Linked DNA regions of Mus musculus: all the other regions are linked to region 2. The links are chromatin contacts, called in public HiChIP or PLAC-seq, Micro-C and capture Hi-C maps. All regions are on one chromosome and are shown on one strand. The core of a region is the stretch at or near the end of the contact, and the rest is flanking DNA. Distances in the headings are between cores, read along the strand shown. Region 1 holds the start of Cbln3 (cerebellin 3 precursor protein). Region 2 holds the start of Carmil3 (capping protein regulator and myosin 1 linker 3). Region 3 has its middle 17 kb from the start of Dhrs2. Region 4 holds the start of Ripk3 (receptor-interacting serine-threonine kinase 3). Region 5 holds the start of Jph4 (junctophilin 4).

Region 1 (2,700 bases), core at 159-2,658, 390 kb before region 2:
ACAACCCCAGGAGATAGCAAGTCCACCTCGCGGGTGGAGAATATAGAAAATCATCTATACACAGGCCTCTCCCTGAGAGTAAGCCCTTCTTAAACAGGGCTAGCTGGGGTGGGCGACTGGCCAGAGAAAACTGATGACCACCGCCCTGAGAAGGGACGAGTTGAGAGGGCCTCCAGCTCATTTTGAGGGTCACAAGAAGTGGGTGGTTTGAGGAAAGAGTCCCAGAGCTGAGAGGTCTCGGATTTTTTGAGTAGAGGAGGGCCTCTTGGGAAATGAATACGCGCCAGAGGCTCTAACAGTGTAGTCCTGGGGTGGGGGTTTCCCCTATCCGCCTTATTCCTTCACTAACCACTCCCACCTCCCCGCCCCCGCCCCCCCTCCTCGTTTGTCCACTGTCAAGCATCCCACCCGGGGCCCAGGGGCATAGCCCGCCCTCCCACAGCCTGCGGCGGCCGCCCCCAGCCCGACCACCCTCCCGCCACGGCCTTCAGCTCCCGATCGCCCGGAAGGGGGACGCCTACCGCCAAAGCCGCGAGTTCCGCCCGCTCCTCTAGGTGCCCGCGGCGGGGGAGGAGGGGCCCGCGTTTCTCCCGCGCCCCAGGGGCCTGGGGCTGGGAGCCCGAATCTGGGAGGGCCTTCTCGGATCCTTCACCCAACCTAGACTTCTCTCGTCAACAACGCGTTGTGGCTTTGGAGTCACTTTCCGGCCCGGGGCGGAGCCAGCTCGGCTCCTCCCCCGCTAGGGCCGCACTGGCCAGGGCTCGGGGCAGGGCTGCGCTCCTCCTCCCCGGCTCGGCCTGCTGTCCTGCTGCCGAGCGACCCGCCCTCCACATCCCCTGCGGGGCCTACCGGGTCACAGACACTCACCCCACCCCCAACGCCTCCTGCCAACTCTCACGTTCGCCTCCAGTTCCTGGGGTCCTTGGGAGTTCTGCAGTTGATGGTTCCAAGAGAAGTGACTGGTCCAGAGTCACAAGAGAATCCTGCCCTTGACACAAGCACTTTCACCAAGTAGATAGAGTTGGGGGAGTAGGGGGGGAAGGGGGGGGAGATGAGGACACACACCTTGCCACAATAAGGAAAACCCCATGGAGAAAGACTGAAAAGGAGAAGATGAGAAAGGAATTGAAGAAATTTTGTTTCGTGTGTGTGTGTGTGTGTGTGTGTGTGTGTGTACACACCCTTGTGTGGCTAGAGCCCTCATATCCTCTCTCCATTCCTCTTCTCCCTCCCAGGGCCCAACTGCTGTCACTCCATGCTCTGCCAAGGAGGAGGGATCCGCAGAGACAGCAGTAGTAAGGCCAGGCAGAGCTGTGGGACACAAAAAGATACAGGGAGGGGAGTGCCCGGGCTAGGTGCCAGACTCACAGAGGACAGCAGAGCAGGGCAGGAGTACTGAAGCCTTGAAGCAGAGGGGGGAGAGCCAAGGGGACAGAAGACAGGAAAATCTGTGAGTTACAGAGGCACCTAGCAAGGATGGGGACGGAATGGCACAAACCCAAGCTGTCCTTGGCCCTGGTGCTTCTGACCCTGGAGGCTGGGTGGGCTCAAGAAGGGTCAGAGCCTGTCCTACTGGAGGGGGAGTGCCTGGTGGTCTGTGAGCCAGGCCGACCTACTGCAGGAGGACCTGGGGGTGCAGCCCTGGGAGAGGCACCCCCAGGACGAGTGGCGTTTGCTGCAGTCCGAAGCCATCACCATGAACCAGCAGGAGAAACCGGCAACGGTACCAGTGGTGCCATCTACTTCGACCAGGTAATCCCTCTGCCTCTGTCCGGAAGACATGCAAGGACCTGGACTCTACTGTCCAAGCCCCTTTGCATCCCTCGGACTCCAAGGAAACCATTACCTGCATCTCTTGCACCACCTTCCTCTAAGATGGCCACTGACCGTTGGTTGGCCTTCTTTCATTCATACACACAGCACCGTAGCCCTTCCTCATAGTTTTTGACTCTACACATTCCTGTCACACCCGTTTGCCACCCCTTCTCTCCTCACCCACTGCACAAATGCCAACCCAGTGATGCTCCTGAGCTCCCGGCACCCAGAATCCCTCTCAACACAATCTGCTTCCCCACAGGTACTGGTCAATGAGGGCGAGGGCTTTGATCGGACCTCGGGCTGCTTCGTGGCCCCTGTCCGTGGAGTCTACAGCTTCCGATTCCACGTGGTCAAGGTGTACAACCGCCAAACTGTCCAGGTGACCTAAGTGCCAGTCCACCTCCGGGGGGAAGGGAGGGTCATAGTGGACCGCAGCACATCCCTGGATAGCCCTTCTGTTGGACCTGTATCCCAGGGACCAGGAGCAAGGGAGGAAAGGCTAGCAGGGTATGGCAGATGTACAGAACCCAACACTGGCCACCCCTCAGTGCTCACTGGAGAGCCCACTGACCCTCAAGTTCCCAAAAGAAAACTCTTGGGAGGATGGGGGGCGGGGTGTCCTGAGCTAAGGACTAGGACATAGATGCTAACTGGGCTCCCCTCCCCAGGTGAGTCTGATGCTGAACACATGGCCGGTCATCTCAGCCTTTGCAAATGACCCTGATGTGACCCGAGAGGCAGCCACAAGCTCTGTGCTGCTTCCCCTGGACCCGGGGGACCGTGTGTCCCTGCGCCTGCGTCGGGGGAATCTTCTGGGTGGCTGGAAGTATTCGAGCTTCTCAGGCTTCCTCATCTTCCCACTCTGAGGACCCAAGCCTTTAA
Region 2 (2,808 bases), core at 54-2,553:
TGGCAGGGAACCGAGTATGGCATTTGTGGGGATAGGAAAGTGTGAATGAGTGCTGGCTTGCATATGAAAGGGGACCGGTGCCAGACAGTTCTTGTGAGGAGGGTGGGGTGAGAGAAGGGTTTAATGTTCCAGTGAGCCCATATCCGTTTTCTGACAGACCCATCCAAGTATTATGTGTGTGTGGTGTGTGTGTGTGTGTGTGTGTGTGTGTGTGTGTGTGTGTGTGTGGTGTGGTGTGGTGTGCATAGATGTGTGCAGTTTCTGTAAGGTGTGTGTACAAACATCTCGTGACTGTGCATGTGTAGGTGTCAGAGATCTCCAGAGTGCAATAGAGCTCTGAGTATCCTTGAGCGTCCTGCTTTCTGCATGGGCTAGCCTGTGCTCCTACCTTTGAGGATCAGGGTTGTGGCAGGGCTGGAGGGTCTGGGGGGGGGTGTAATTAGAGGAAAAACATCTGGGAATCACTGGTCCAGAGAGCTCTTGAGATGTGTGTGGATGGTGGGTGAGGAGAAGGGGGCAGGCTGGGACGGGGGCTGTTGGAAATGAGCCGCAGAAACCTAGCTTTTGGTTTTAGCTTCAGTCGGGGCCTCTGCCTGGACTCCCCTCCTATGCCCCACTGGCCTAGGCGCTAGGGGCCTCTCTAGGGCCAGTTCCGGGGCGGGGCCGGGAGGAGGGAGGGTGTTGAGATAAGCAGCAGTCAGGACCAGGGGCAGCTCCCAACGCCTGGCCCCGCCCGGCGAGGGTGGGAGAAAGCTGGGACTCTCCGGAGGGAAGACTGGATGCTTTGCAGAGGGGTGGGTCAAGAACGCTGAGAATCAGCCCCCAAGAGCGCCAGGGAACTGCTCCTGTCACCAAAGAGCGGGACGGGCGGCTCCGGGACAGGAAGGTTCTGATAGGGTGAGGCGAGTGGGGCAGAGAAGGATGCTCCACGGAAAGCAAAGCTGGGTCTAGAGATTCAGAGGAAGGGACTGCCTAAGAGCGAGGGATGCGTGAGGGGGCGGGAGGCGCCGGGCTGGGGTGTACCGCAGGAAAGCACTGGGTCTCGATGCTCGCGGACCCGGTGTCCGGAGATGAAGGCAACCTCGTACCTTGCAGCTCGCGGGTGAGCTCCACGCTGGCCTTGGCCATGGCGGCCGCCGCTGCTGCTGCCGCCGCCGCCGCTGCTGCTGCAGAGGAGCCGCCGCCGCCGCCGCCTCCCGAGAGGCGCCGCACATGCTAGTCCCGGCTCCGGCAGGGCCCGGCGCTGAGCGCTGCAGTAGCGGCGGAGCCCGCTCCCGTCAGGGGCGGCTGCGCGAGCGCTCCTCCCCCCCGGCTACTGAGCTCTGGGTCTCCCGCCCCTCCCGGAGAGTTGGCCAATGGAGCATGCGCGCTGAGCTTCCGAGCCGCGTGAGACCCCGCGCGCGCTCGCGACGACCCCTCCCGCGGACTACCTCGTGAGAAGCCCGGAGCGCGGCGCCTGGTGTCCGAGCTATCTCAGGGGCGGGGTGCAGCGTTTCTACTGGCGTGCCACCCACGCCTCGGCCACCCGAAGCAGAATTCTTCAATTTCTTTGTTTATGTGCTTCGGTACCCCTCCCCGGGTCATTCTTGTATGGCCCCGCCCTCCCACTCCTTCCAGCTCAGGAACGGTCCAGCTCGTCCTTGCTGACCCTGGAGGGAACTCTGAATCAAGGACGATGCTGCAAAAAGACCTGTCCGAACGTGCGGGAGGGAGTTAGTTCTTCTTCTTCTTCTTCTTTTTTTTTTTTTTTTTTTTTTTTTTTTTGCTCGCTAGTCTAGTCTCGGGGATCCCCGTGGCGTCCTTGGCACCGTCCCTGGGGGTGTGAGGCTAAGAGTAGCACCTGGGAGTTCCCGAGCTACCTCCCCCAACAGCTGGCAAGCAGCTCCGTGGCAGGCAGACGTAACCACCCTTGAGCGGCAAGCTCAGGCCTTGGAGATAGGGAGGAGGGCTAGGGAGAATTCAGAGATCCAGCACTGCTTAGACTTCTCAGATACACTAAGCACCTCACATTGAGAAATAAACACGCACTGATTCAGAGCAACGCGATCATCTTCATTTTATTTGTACCTTATACGTAAATTGTTAATTTCTATCTCTGTTCAGGTCTGTCCCTTCTATCTCTCCTCAAAGTGTCCAGAGGCGAGGATGAGAGGGATTTGATCTTCACTAAAGTAGCCACAGTCTTCTCAGCAAGCCCTTTTCCCACTACCTATCCCCCAGCTTCCCGCCCCCTCCCCAAAGCCGTTTTCAAGGCCATAGCAACAGCAAGGATGCTCATCTGACCACACTTCGACCACAGGGAAAGCAGGAACTTATCACTGGGCAGAACTGATTTTGTGAGGTGAACAAGATGTTAGGTGGTGGCAACGAAGGGCGACAGAGGCAAGGTGGACTGAGCCCGCCCCACACACCTGCCCTGGTAGGCTGTTTCTGGGTCCTCAGAGGCGAGAAGGGGTTCCTCCCCCCACTACTACGGTCTCTCCATTGATGTAACTGGCGTCTTCAGAGCATAAGAAGGAAACTATGCCAGCACAATCCTCTGGCTTGCCTAGCCTGGGAAACAGGAGACAAGGAGAAAGCAATTGTCAAATAGGTTAGCTAGCCTCTCTCATCTGGTTCACAGGACATGAAATTTGCTTAAGAATTATCAGGTGGGAGCTGGTGAGAAGGCTCAGCAGTTAGGAGCATTGGCCAGCTGCTTTCCAAAGGACCCAGGTTTAAGTTTCAGGACACACACACACACACACACACACACACACACACACACACACACACACACACACACACACGGCAGTTCACAACGGTCCA
Region 3 (2,858 bases), core at 65-2,564, 290 kb after region 2:
TAGTTAACGAACTTATAGGAGGAAAATTCCCAAACCTAGAAAAAGAAATGGACATCTAAACACAAGAGCCATGTAAACAATAAACATGAGCAGTAAACCACCTCCCCATGACATCTCATAGTCAAAAATGCAAAACAAAGAAACAGTATGACAAGCTCTGAGGGGAAGAAAACACCAACAACACATCATCAGAAACATCACAATGTCAGAGCTTCACCAGCAACCCTGAAAGCATAGCATGGTATATTTAAACCTCTGAGAGTAAACGACACAACCAAAATGGCTTTATCTAACACAGTTACCTCTTTAAATTGATAGAGAACTGAAAATATTTGAAGACAAAACGAAATTAAGCCAACGTGTAGCAATGAAGCCAGCACTGTGGAAAATGCTTAAAGAAATAGTATACAGAAAAAGAGGAGGAAGTCTCGCCTGCAAGAAAGTTCATCCCCTGAGAGGAACGGATAATGAAAGAGCAGGAGAGATCCAACCCAACCATGCCCAACATAGCAAACCAGAAAACTGCTAACACTAACAGAGTAGGAATGAGAGAAGCACAGGTAATCTGACTGACCAGGACAATTAGCAAAATCATAGGAAATACCAAGCTCATCCCAATAACAACCTTGTTAATAAATAATCCATCAATAAAAATGTAGACTAAATGAATTTAAAAATATATAAGATCCAATATCTGTGGTACCCAAGAAACTCACTTAACTTGGAAAGACATCCCAAAACTGAATCAAATGCTGGAGAGTTCTAACAGAAGATACAGCAGCCTATAGGCTGATTCTTCCATCTGATTAAGTATACTTCAAGCAGAACTGGTCAGAAGAGAGTTTTAAAGGCCACTATATATTAATAAAGGAAACAAACCATCAGGGGCATATAACAATTATAAGGACTTATGCAACAAACATTGGGGCTCTCAGTTTTTTTAAACAGATACCAAAGGAATAAAAGGCCATGCTGGTCCTGATGCAGAGGTAGTGAGGAGCTTCTATACCCTCCTCTCGTCATGAGATAGGTCTTCTAAAGTAAAATCAGTAATGAAGCCTCACAGCTAAATTGGATCATAGAACAACTTGATTAAAAGGTATTTCTGGACTATTCCATCCAAAAGTTAAGAATACACACTCTTCTCAGTGACAGATGGAGCCTTCTCTAAAATTGATCACATCATAGGCCACAAAGCAAACCTTAAGAAGTACAAGAAAAAAAATTCAAAATCATTCCTGGCTCCTTATCAGACCACAGTGGAATAAAACTACAAATCCACGGCCATAGAAACCACAGCCATAGCAACCACAGTCATAGCAACCACAGTCATAGCAACCACAGCCATAGCAACCACAGCCATAGTAACCACAGCAACTACAGAAATACATGGAAAGTGAAGAAAACAGTTTTGAATGAACAGTAGGCTACTGAAGAAATCAAAGATTAATTCCGAGTCAAAGTCACACACAGCCCAGAGAACCTCTAGAACACAGCCAAGAGTTCTGAAAGAAAGAATTAGCAGTAAGTGCTCATGTTGACATTAGAGACCCCTCAAGCAAATGACCTAATGATGCCCCTTCAGGCTCCTTCAGATAAACAGGAAGAAGCCAAACCCAAGCCCAATACACAGTAACAAACATAAGATTAGATTTTAAAACACACACACACACACACACACACACACACACAATAAATACTAAGAGAACGATACATAAAATCTTTCAAACAGGGCCTGGAGAGACGGCACAGAAGTCAAGAGCACATACAGCTGGCACATCTGGCAGTTCTCAACCACTTATACATCCATCTTTGTGGGAACCCAGTGTTTCTAGCATCTGTGTGCACCATATAAGCATGCAAATATCCAACACACACACACACACACACACACACACACACAGGGAGGGAGGGAGAGAGGGAGGGTGGGGGATGGGGGAGAGAGAAAGAATTTTAAAGTTCTTTTAAAAAATCACTTAAGCAAATAGTTGGTTCTTTGAGACGATTGACAGTATAGCAAACCCTTAGCTAAACCAACACAAAGAAGAAGATACAAATAAAGAAACTAAGGGATTAAAGAAGAGTTGTTACAACAGATGCCAATGAAACCCAGACAATACTTTGGAAAGACTGAGAAAAGCTTTATTTTAAAAACCTGGGAAACCCAAAATAATGGCTAAATTTTCAAACTAATGTGACCTACCAATATCAAAGCCAGACTACAGAAACAATTTAAACAAACTGTTAGCAAACAATGAGATTGAAGCAGTGATTTAAGCCTCCCTATGAAAAGGCTCCCTGCAGATTCTCTGATGAATTTTATCAACACTTTAAGGCAGATCCAACATCAACACTTCTCAAGCCATTCCATCAACGAGAAAGAGAAGGAACACAACCAAACTCAAAAAGCCAGCATTACCCTAATTCCAAAGACAGATTTAAAAGATAATAATAACAAAAATCCAATAGCACATTCCAGCTCAGGGACTGGAGAGAGGACTCCAGCTAAGGCTGCTTGCTTCTTTTCGGAGAACTGGAGTTCAGTTCCCAACACCCACATCAGGTGGCTCTCCACTGCCTGTAATCCCAGCTCTAGAGGACCTGGTGGTTTCTGGCTTCTATAGGCACCTGCACTCACCACTCACCTTCACACAGAGAGACTGAGAGACAGGGAAAGAGAGGAGGGAGGTAATTTTAAAAAATACGGGCTAGAGAGATGATTCAGCAGTTAAGAGCATATATTGCACTTGCAGATGGACCCAAGTTCAATTCTGAGCATTTTTATCATGCTGTTCATAGTCAACTGTAACTCCAGCTCCAGGTGGATCCAATAACTCTGGTCCCACAACATATCTGCC
Region 4 (2,739 bases), core at 113-2,612, 300 kb before region 2:
TCTAGGATCTTGAAAAGCTTTCATGGAGAATATATGCCATGCTTGCCTGAAGCATGAATCAGAGTATTTACTTGCCAAAGGTATCACACAAGGGGAAGGGTGGGAAGCCCTTAGAGCTGCTACAGAGGCCATCACAGCAGCAGTGGCTCGATTGCAGGGCCAGCACACCTATCCTCATTACAACACCCTGGCATAGACCCTGGGCCTTCCAGCTCCACAACCCCTACTTAGTAGCTGCTCTTGCTGAGCAGGGATTCCAAGAGGTCCTTTAGTGCATACTGCGTGCCTCATACCTTACCTGCACCACAGGTAGATTTATATAGCCCAGAGGCATTGTCAAGAAGAATAAGCTAACTTGAGCTGGAGTGTGTGTGTGTGTGTGTGTGTGTGTGTGTGTGTGCCGCTTAGTAGGCAAAATTCTTGTCATGCAAGCATGAGGACCTGAACTCATATTCCCACAACTAAAGTGACATTGGGGACAGTAGCCCATGTATACCATGCCAGTGTTCCTACAGCAAGATGAGAGACAGGAGAATACTGGGACATTAACAGGCTAACACATAGCATTATGCACACAGCAGAGAACAAACTGACCCTATCTCAAACAAGGTCGAACACCTACACACACACACACACACACACACACACACACACACCATGACATGCACCCCTTCACCACATGCATGGTCATGCACACACATAAATAAATTTTAAGATAAATAAGAAAGCCAAGCATGGTGGCGTACACCTTTAATCCCAGCATTTAGTCAGGAGGCAGATGCAGATGGCTCTCTGTGAGTTTGAGTCAACCTGGTCTGTATACTCGAGTCCCAGATCAACCAGGGCTCCAAAAAGAGACCCTGTCTCAAAAGTAAGTAAGTAAGTAAGTAAGTAAGTAAGTAAGTAAATAAATAAATAAATAAATAAATAAAATAAGGGCTACCTTGGTGGAGCAGAACTCGGTTCTAAACTAGTCCCATACTTACTTGGCCAAGCGATTTAAACTTTAAGTACTTGGGTTTCCTCCTCTATAGAAAAGAAAACACGGTTGATCTAAGAAGCCAGTATGTGTACCTGGCCCAAGACAACCCTTACTAGAAGCGTTACTCCGTGATCTTAGGACCATAAAATCCTCCTGATCTCCATCCTCCCTTCATCAAAATGTGGTTGGCAAGCGGTGGAGCTAAGGGGTCCAAGAGAGACTGGCTATCGTGGGGAGTCAATCGTTCCTGGATGGTGAGGACACCTTTTGTGGCACGCCCAGTGCCTGGGCGCTTCTCGGGTGGAAGCAGTTTCAAGGCACGTGCACAGGAAATAGCCCCAAAGTTTTCAATGCTCCACCCCAGGGGGCGGAGATAGAAGGAGCCTCTTATTTGAAAGGGAAGTTGTGAAGTCGCTCATTCAAAGTCCGGGGGAGCGACCTGGGAAGCGGAATTCGGGGCCTGAACCTCCGTGCCTTGACCTACTGATTGTTCCCTTTGCAGACCCTGCCTTCCTCTCAGTCCACACTCCGAGCCGTAGACGTCGGGTTTCCAGCTCCGTCTGTGCACACATAACTCCAGGAAGCCGCTAGCTCCCGACGATGTCTTCTGTCAAGTTATGGTGAGTGGGGAGTGAGCTGTGTCTCCGGCACACCCACACAGGTGGCCCGGGGACACACTCAAAGGACGCCTTTTCTGAGGCAGGGGACAAAGCTGGGGGTGAGGCGGGCAGCAGTGGGGAGGCTAGACTCGCTGCCTACGCTGCCCACGCGCAGTCACGGAATCCCGGAGCTTGGGAGACAGAGGATGCGCTAGGCTGGGGGATGGGCCCCCTACCGGACAAGAACCTTTCTCAGGCCTACTGGTGCGTCAGCGGTTCCTCTGGTGAGCCGTGAAGAACTGAAGAAGCTGGAGTTTGTGGGTAAAGGAGGGTTCGGAGTCGTGTTCCGGGCACACCACAGAACATGGAACCATGATGTAGCAGTCAAGATCGTGAACTCGTGAGTGACCCCAGCTGTAGTCAGAGTGTGGTCACGAGCCTGAGTGGGGCAAGGGTGGGGTCTTCCAGAGCGCAATCCAATTTTGGCCCCCTTTCGGCGTGTAGGAAGAAGATATCCTGGGAGGTGAAGGCTATGGTTAATCTTCGTAATGAGAACGTTCTGCTCCTGCTGGGGGTCACTGAGGACCTCCAGTGGGACTTCGTGTCCGGGCAGGCTCTGGTGACAAGATTCATGGAGAATGGCTCCCTCGCAGGGCTGCTGCAACCCGAGTGCCCTCGGCCCTGGCCACTCCTCTGTCGCCTGCTGCAGGAAGTGGTGCTGGGGATGTGCTACCTACACAGCTTGAACCCTCCGCTCCTGCACCGGGACCTCAAGCCCTCTAACATTCTGCTGGATCCAGAGCTCCACGCCAAGGTTAGTCCATCTACAACCTAGTGTAGACTTGGGACCATGTTGAGTACCTGTCCCTCTGAATACAAGACTACACACATGACAAGACCCAACTAGGAGTTTTATTTCTAGTCATACCAGGTGACCCTCCTTACCAGACGCCCTTCTTAACCCCCTGGCTCAGTTCCACAGGCCTAATGCACCCTCACGGACCCAGGCTGACTTATCTCAGGCCTGCCCATCAGCAACTCAGATCTCCTGCTAAGTTCTCAATGACTTTACCTTCCCTCTGGTCCTCCATAACACCTTCCAAAAAGCTGAGGCTGCTGCATCTTCTGGGGAGCAAGAGAGGGAAAAATCTCTGACCC
Region 5 (2,700 bases), core at 148-2,647, 370 kb after region 2:
TAATGAGACCCTGTTTTAAAAAAAAAAAAAAAAAAAAGAGTAGTCTCTGCCCTGGAGAAACTTCTAGAAAAACACAATGTGATTTAGGGATATAGCTCAGCAGACACACAAGCCTACAGCCTGAGCTCAATCCATGGATCCTAGGTGAGAAGCCAGATGCAGTGGCCCACATCTAAGCCTAGCACTCCTAAGGAAAGATGGGAGTCCACAAGAGGATCAGGCCAACTAGCCTGGAGTACATTACACAGAGGAGACAAGAGCTATCTCAACAAGACAGAAGACAAGGACTTCCTCTGATATCTCTCTCTCTCTCTCTCTCTCTCTCTCTCTCTCTCTCTCTCTCTGACACATGCACACACCACCACCCCACTAATATATACATAGTGTGTAGTATGCACACACATGTGCCTGTGTGTGTGTGTACAAGAGAAATCCCTGTTTATTTCGATCTTCATACTCTTTATTTTACCAAAGTACCCAATGTAACCCTGACTTTAGGGGATGCTCCCAAGCACAGACATCTGGAAGAACTGAAGGGCTCGAAAGACACCAAGCTGCCAGCTAGAGCCCAGTGATAGAGCACGCGCTTTATCCCAAGAACCAGAATTCCGTTCCCAACACCAACAAAAATAAAAGTCTGCGTTTAGTGTTCTACTTCTAGCTTTGCCAACTTTGCCAGTGTGCCCCTTGGTGAATGACTTCCCCCTCGGGGCTCTGGATCTCTTTAAATCAGGTGTGGGGATGAGGGGTGGGCAGCGGGGACTAGGTCCTATGGGGAAAGAAAGGCAATTGAGCACACTGGTGCCTCCTTCCCTGTAAACACGCAGGGGCAGGCCAGAGGAAGCTGAGAAGGGAGGGAATGCAGTACGTGAATACCTGTGTGGTCTACTTGTGCTGTCAATCTGGAGAGTGGACTCGAAGAGGTCGATGATGGGCTTAAGGGGCCACAGCAAAAGCCTGCTCAAGCAAACTTGTGTAATTTGCTGTGTTGTGAAAGAGAAGACTCCAGAGCCCTAAGATCTTGGTGGCCTCCTCAAATTTGAGCCCCCTTAATGAACATACCAACACTCCCTTCAGAGGGCCCATCCTAGACAAACTGTTGGTGTCCGCGGAATATTGTGTGCATTAGCTTAGTGGGGCCTCCAGACAGGGCCCCATCTCAAGCTACCTCTAAAACTGTGACAGGGTGGGCGCTGTCTGGTGGAGGAGTTTGAGCTGAATGGGCAGAGGTATCCACGTTCAAATGCCTCCTGGCTTCCGGCCAAGCAGCTGGCAGGTTCATCCCTCTCCCCAGGGTCCTCATAAACACCACTTCCGGACCTCCTGTCTCCATGTGGGCTCTTCCTGCCGGGATTTCTATTCTCATGCCTGCCCTTTCTCTGCAGAGCTTTCTCCCGCTCGTCGCGAGCCTTATTTCGCTCTCTTCTTCTCCCTATGTGATTCTGCTCCCCTCCTTCCCTCCACCCTTGACTTCTCTCCCTAGCTATCTCTCAAGAGTCCTGGAATGGGTCTCCCTCGCCATCTCCCATGCCGGCTATATCTCCCCCTGCCATAGCTCTCACCCCTGCACCTCATTCTTTGTATTCCTCTCGCACTCCCGGTCTCCCCAGCATCTCTCCTCCCCCGCCTGGCTCTGGCCTCCCCCTGCCTCCCCATCTTAAGACTCCTCCCCCTAGCTCCTCTCCCCTCCCCTCCCTCCACCTCACTCCACTCCCTGCCTGCATGCCACGGTTTCTTTCCACCGTGGGGGTCTCTGAGCCTTCCATTCTCCTCTCCGCCTGCCTTCTCCCTCACCTCAGGGGTAGCGAACCCCCTTTTTTTCTGCCTGAGCATCCTCGCACCACCCCCACTGCCACTGACTCTCTCCCCACCCTCTCCTCTCCGCTTCTCTCTGCCCCTTTAAATCTGCCTGGCCCAGCCTCCCCCTTGATGCTGGGTTTGGAGCAAACATTGATTTGTGCTGGGATGGAATTGGAATTTTGATTTTTTTTTTCCTCTCCCAACCATAAGAAGAAAAAAATAAAAACACCCCTTCTTGATAGCCCCCTCCCCTTTCCCATCCAGCCCCCAGCTCCTCTTCGCTGTCTCCGTTCAAGACAGATTTTTTTCCCCCTACACTTATTCTCATCCCCTCCACCCTGCCACTACCTCACCCCCCACACTAGCCTGCACCTTCAGCCGAGGAAAAGGGACTCTCCCATAGCTCCCCCACCTTCCTTCTCTGGGTTGTAGCAGTCTCTCCGGAAGGGAAGGGGGCTTGGCTTGTCCTGGTGAGGTGTGAGTGGAGGGACCCTGCCATGGAAACTGCGCCTGGGAGGCAGCCTGAGCCCCAGCACACATGGTGAGTAACCTGTCCCCTCCCTTTCGCCAGTCTGCCCATCCCTACCCTCATCCCCCACCCCACCCCCAACATCCCCATTCTACCATCGGCCCACCTGGGGCCGGCTTTCTAGCTAGCTACATTTTTACCCCCTTGCCTCCCCCGCACCCGGGTTTGCTAGCGGAGCCAAAGAATCCAGGCAGAGGGGTCCAAATCGCCAGGAAAGCAGGTGTCGGAAGACCCTGCCCTGGCCCCTCCCAGGTCCCCCACCTCCAACTGCCATCCACGCTCCACACTCTGGGGTTCTGGGTTGGAAAAGTAGGACTCGGGATCAGCGCTGGGACCCCAAGTCCCGGGAGGCGCCCTCTACAAGTTGGGAG

What was found. A called contact is a pair of places that touch in the nucleus more often than the background predicts. HiChIP or PLAC-seq counts read pairs in DNA pulled down with a chosen protein or histone mark. Capture Hi-C pulls out chosen DNA fragments and counts their contacts.
Region 1: a contact with region 2 is called in a Micro-C map of embryonic stem cells, with 1.6 times the contacts expected there. The contact joins the promoter of Cbln3 here to the promoter of Carmil3 in region 2. A contact is called at or near these places in 9 of 39 promoter capture datasets (the C10 cell line, cranial neural crest, embryonic stem cells and 6 more), 1 of 15 datasets of contacts at CTCF or cohesin (large pre-B cells), 5 of 484 Hi-C or Micro-C datasets (the P5424 cell line, cerebellum, embryonic stem cells and 2 more), 1 of 115 datasets of contacts at active chromatin or transcription factors (memory CD8 T cells) and 3 of 9 other capture datasets (adipose tissue, liver and macrophages).
Region 3: an H3K4me3 HiChIP or PLAC-seq map of forebrain shows a contact between it and region 2, with 6 times the contacts expected there. The contact joins the enhancer-like site here to the promoter of Carmil3 in region 2. A contact is called at or near these places in 14 of 39 promoter capture datasets (the 3T3-L1 cell line, the HPC-7 cell line, cranial neural crest and 8 more), 3 of 115 datasets of contacts at active chromatin or transcription factors (SST interneurons, embryonic forebrain and forebrain) and 1 of 9 other capture datasets (adipose tissue).
Region 4: a contact with region 2 is called in a capture Hi-C map of macrophages, with 2.3 times the contacts expected there. The contact joins the promoter of Ripk3 here to the promoter of Carmil3 in region 2. A contact is called at or near these places in 10 of 39 promoter capture datasets (the C10 cell line, the SN4741 cell line, embryonic stem cells and 5 more), 1 of 15 datasets of contacts at CTCF or cohesin (large pre-B cells), 1 of 484 Hi-C or Micro-C datasets (pre-B cells) and 5 of 9 other capture datasets (adipose tissue, embryonic stem cells, liver and 2 more).
Region 5: a contact with region 2 is called in an H3K4me3 HiChIP or PLAC-seq map of forebrain, with 5 times the contacts expected there. The contact joins the promoter of Jph4 here to the promoter of Carmil3 in region 2. A contact is called at or near these places in 27 of 39 promoter capture datasets (the 3T3-L1 cell line, 3T3-L1-derived adipocytes, the C10 cell line and 16 more), 3 of 15 datasets of contacts at CTCF or cohesin (embryonic stem cells and stem cell-derived epiblast-like cells), 9 of 484 Hi-C or Micro-C datasets (B cells, cerebellar granule neurons, cerebral cortex and 3 more), 14 of 115 datasets of contacts at active chromatin or transcription factors (SST interneurons, VIP interneurons, bone marrow-derived macrophages and 9 more) and 1 of 9 other capture datasets (liver).

What each region holds. Positions count from the first base shown.
Region 1 is chr14:55,882,964-55,885,663 of GRCm38.p6, reverse strand. It overlaps Cbln3 (cerebellin 3 precursor protein), which reads left to right and starts at 1,408. Exons shown (of 3, transcript NM_019820.3): 1 at 1,408-1,752; 2 at 2,078-2,197; 3 at 2,487-2,700. The coding sequence starts at 1,477. The coding sequence ends at 2,684. Khnyn (KH and NYN domain containing) reads right to left here and starts at 722. Exons shown (of 8, transcript NM_027143.3): 1 at 522-722.
Region 2 is chr14:55,489,564-55,492,371 of GRCm38.p6, reverse strand. Carmil3 (capping protein regulator and myosin 1 linker 3) reads right to left here and starts at 1,303. Exons shown (of 40, transcript NM_001374104.1): 1 at 1,089-1,303. The coding sequence starts at 1,128. Dhrs4 (dehydrogenase/reductase (SDR family) member 4) reads right to left here. Exons shown (of 8, transcript NM_001037938.2): 8 at 2,032-2,553. The coding sequence ends at 2,439.
Region 3 is chr14:55,203,712-55,206,569 of GRCm38.p6, reverse strand. No RefSeq gene overlaps it. Among named protein-coding and RNA genes, the nearest start is that of Dhrs2, 17 kb to the left of the region's middle. Within about 2 kb of position 1,314, at least 52 of the 459 cell types and tissues checked have an H3K27ac peak or open chromatin away from gene starts, as enhancers often do. A contact at or near this core is called in forebrain, where this site is marked.
Region 4 is chr14:55,787,480-55,790,218 of GRCm38.p6, reverse strand. It overlaps Ripk3 (receptor-interacting serine-threonine kinase 3), which reads left to right and starts at 1,362. Exons shown (of 10, transcript NM_019955.2): 1 at 1,362-1,602; 2 at 1,838-1,981; 3 at 2,086-2,395. The coding sequence starts at 1,583. The region is part of intron 2 of Gm32092 (a long non-coding RNA gene); the gene reads right to left.
Region 5 is chr14:55,115,632-55,118,331 of GRCm38.p6, reverse strand. Jph4 (junctophilin 4) reads left to right here and starts at 1,397. Exons shown (of 6, transcript NM_177049.5): 1 at 1,397-2,341.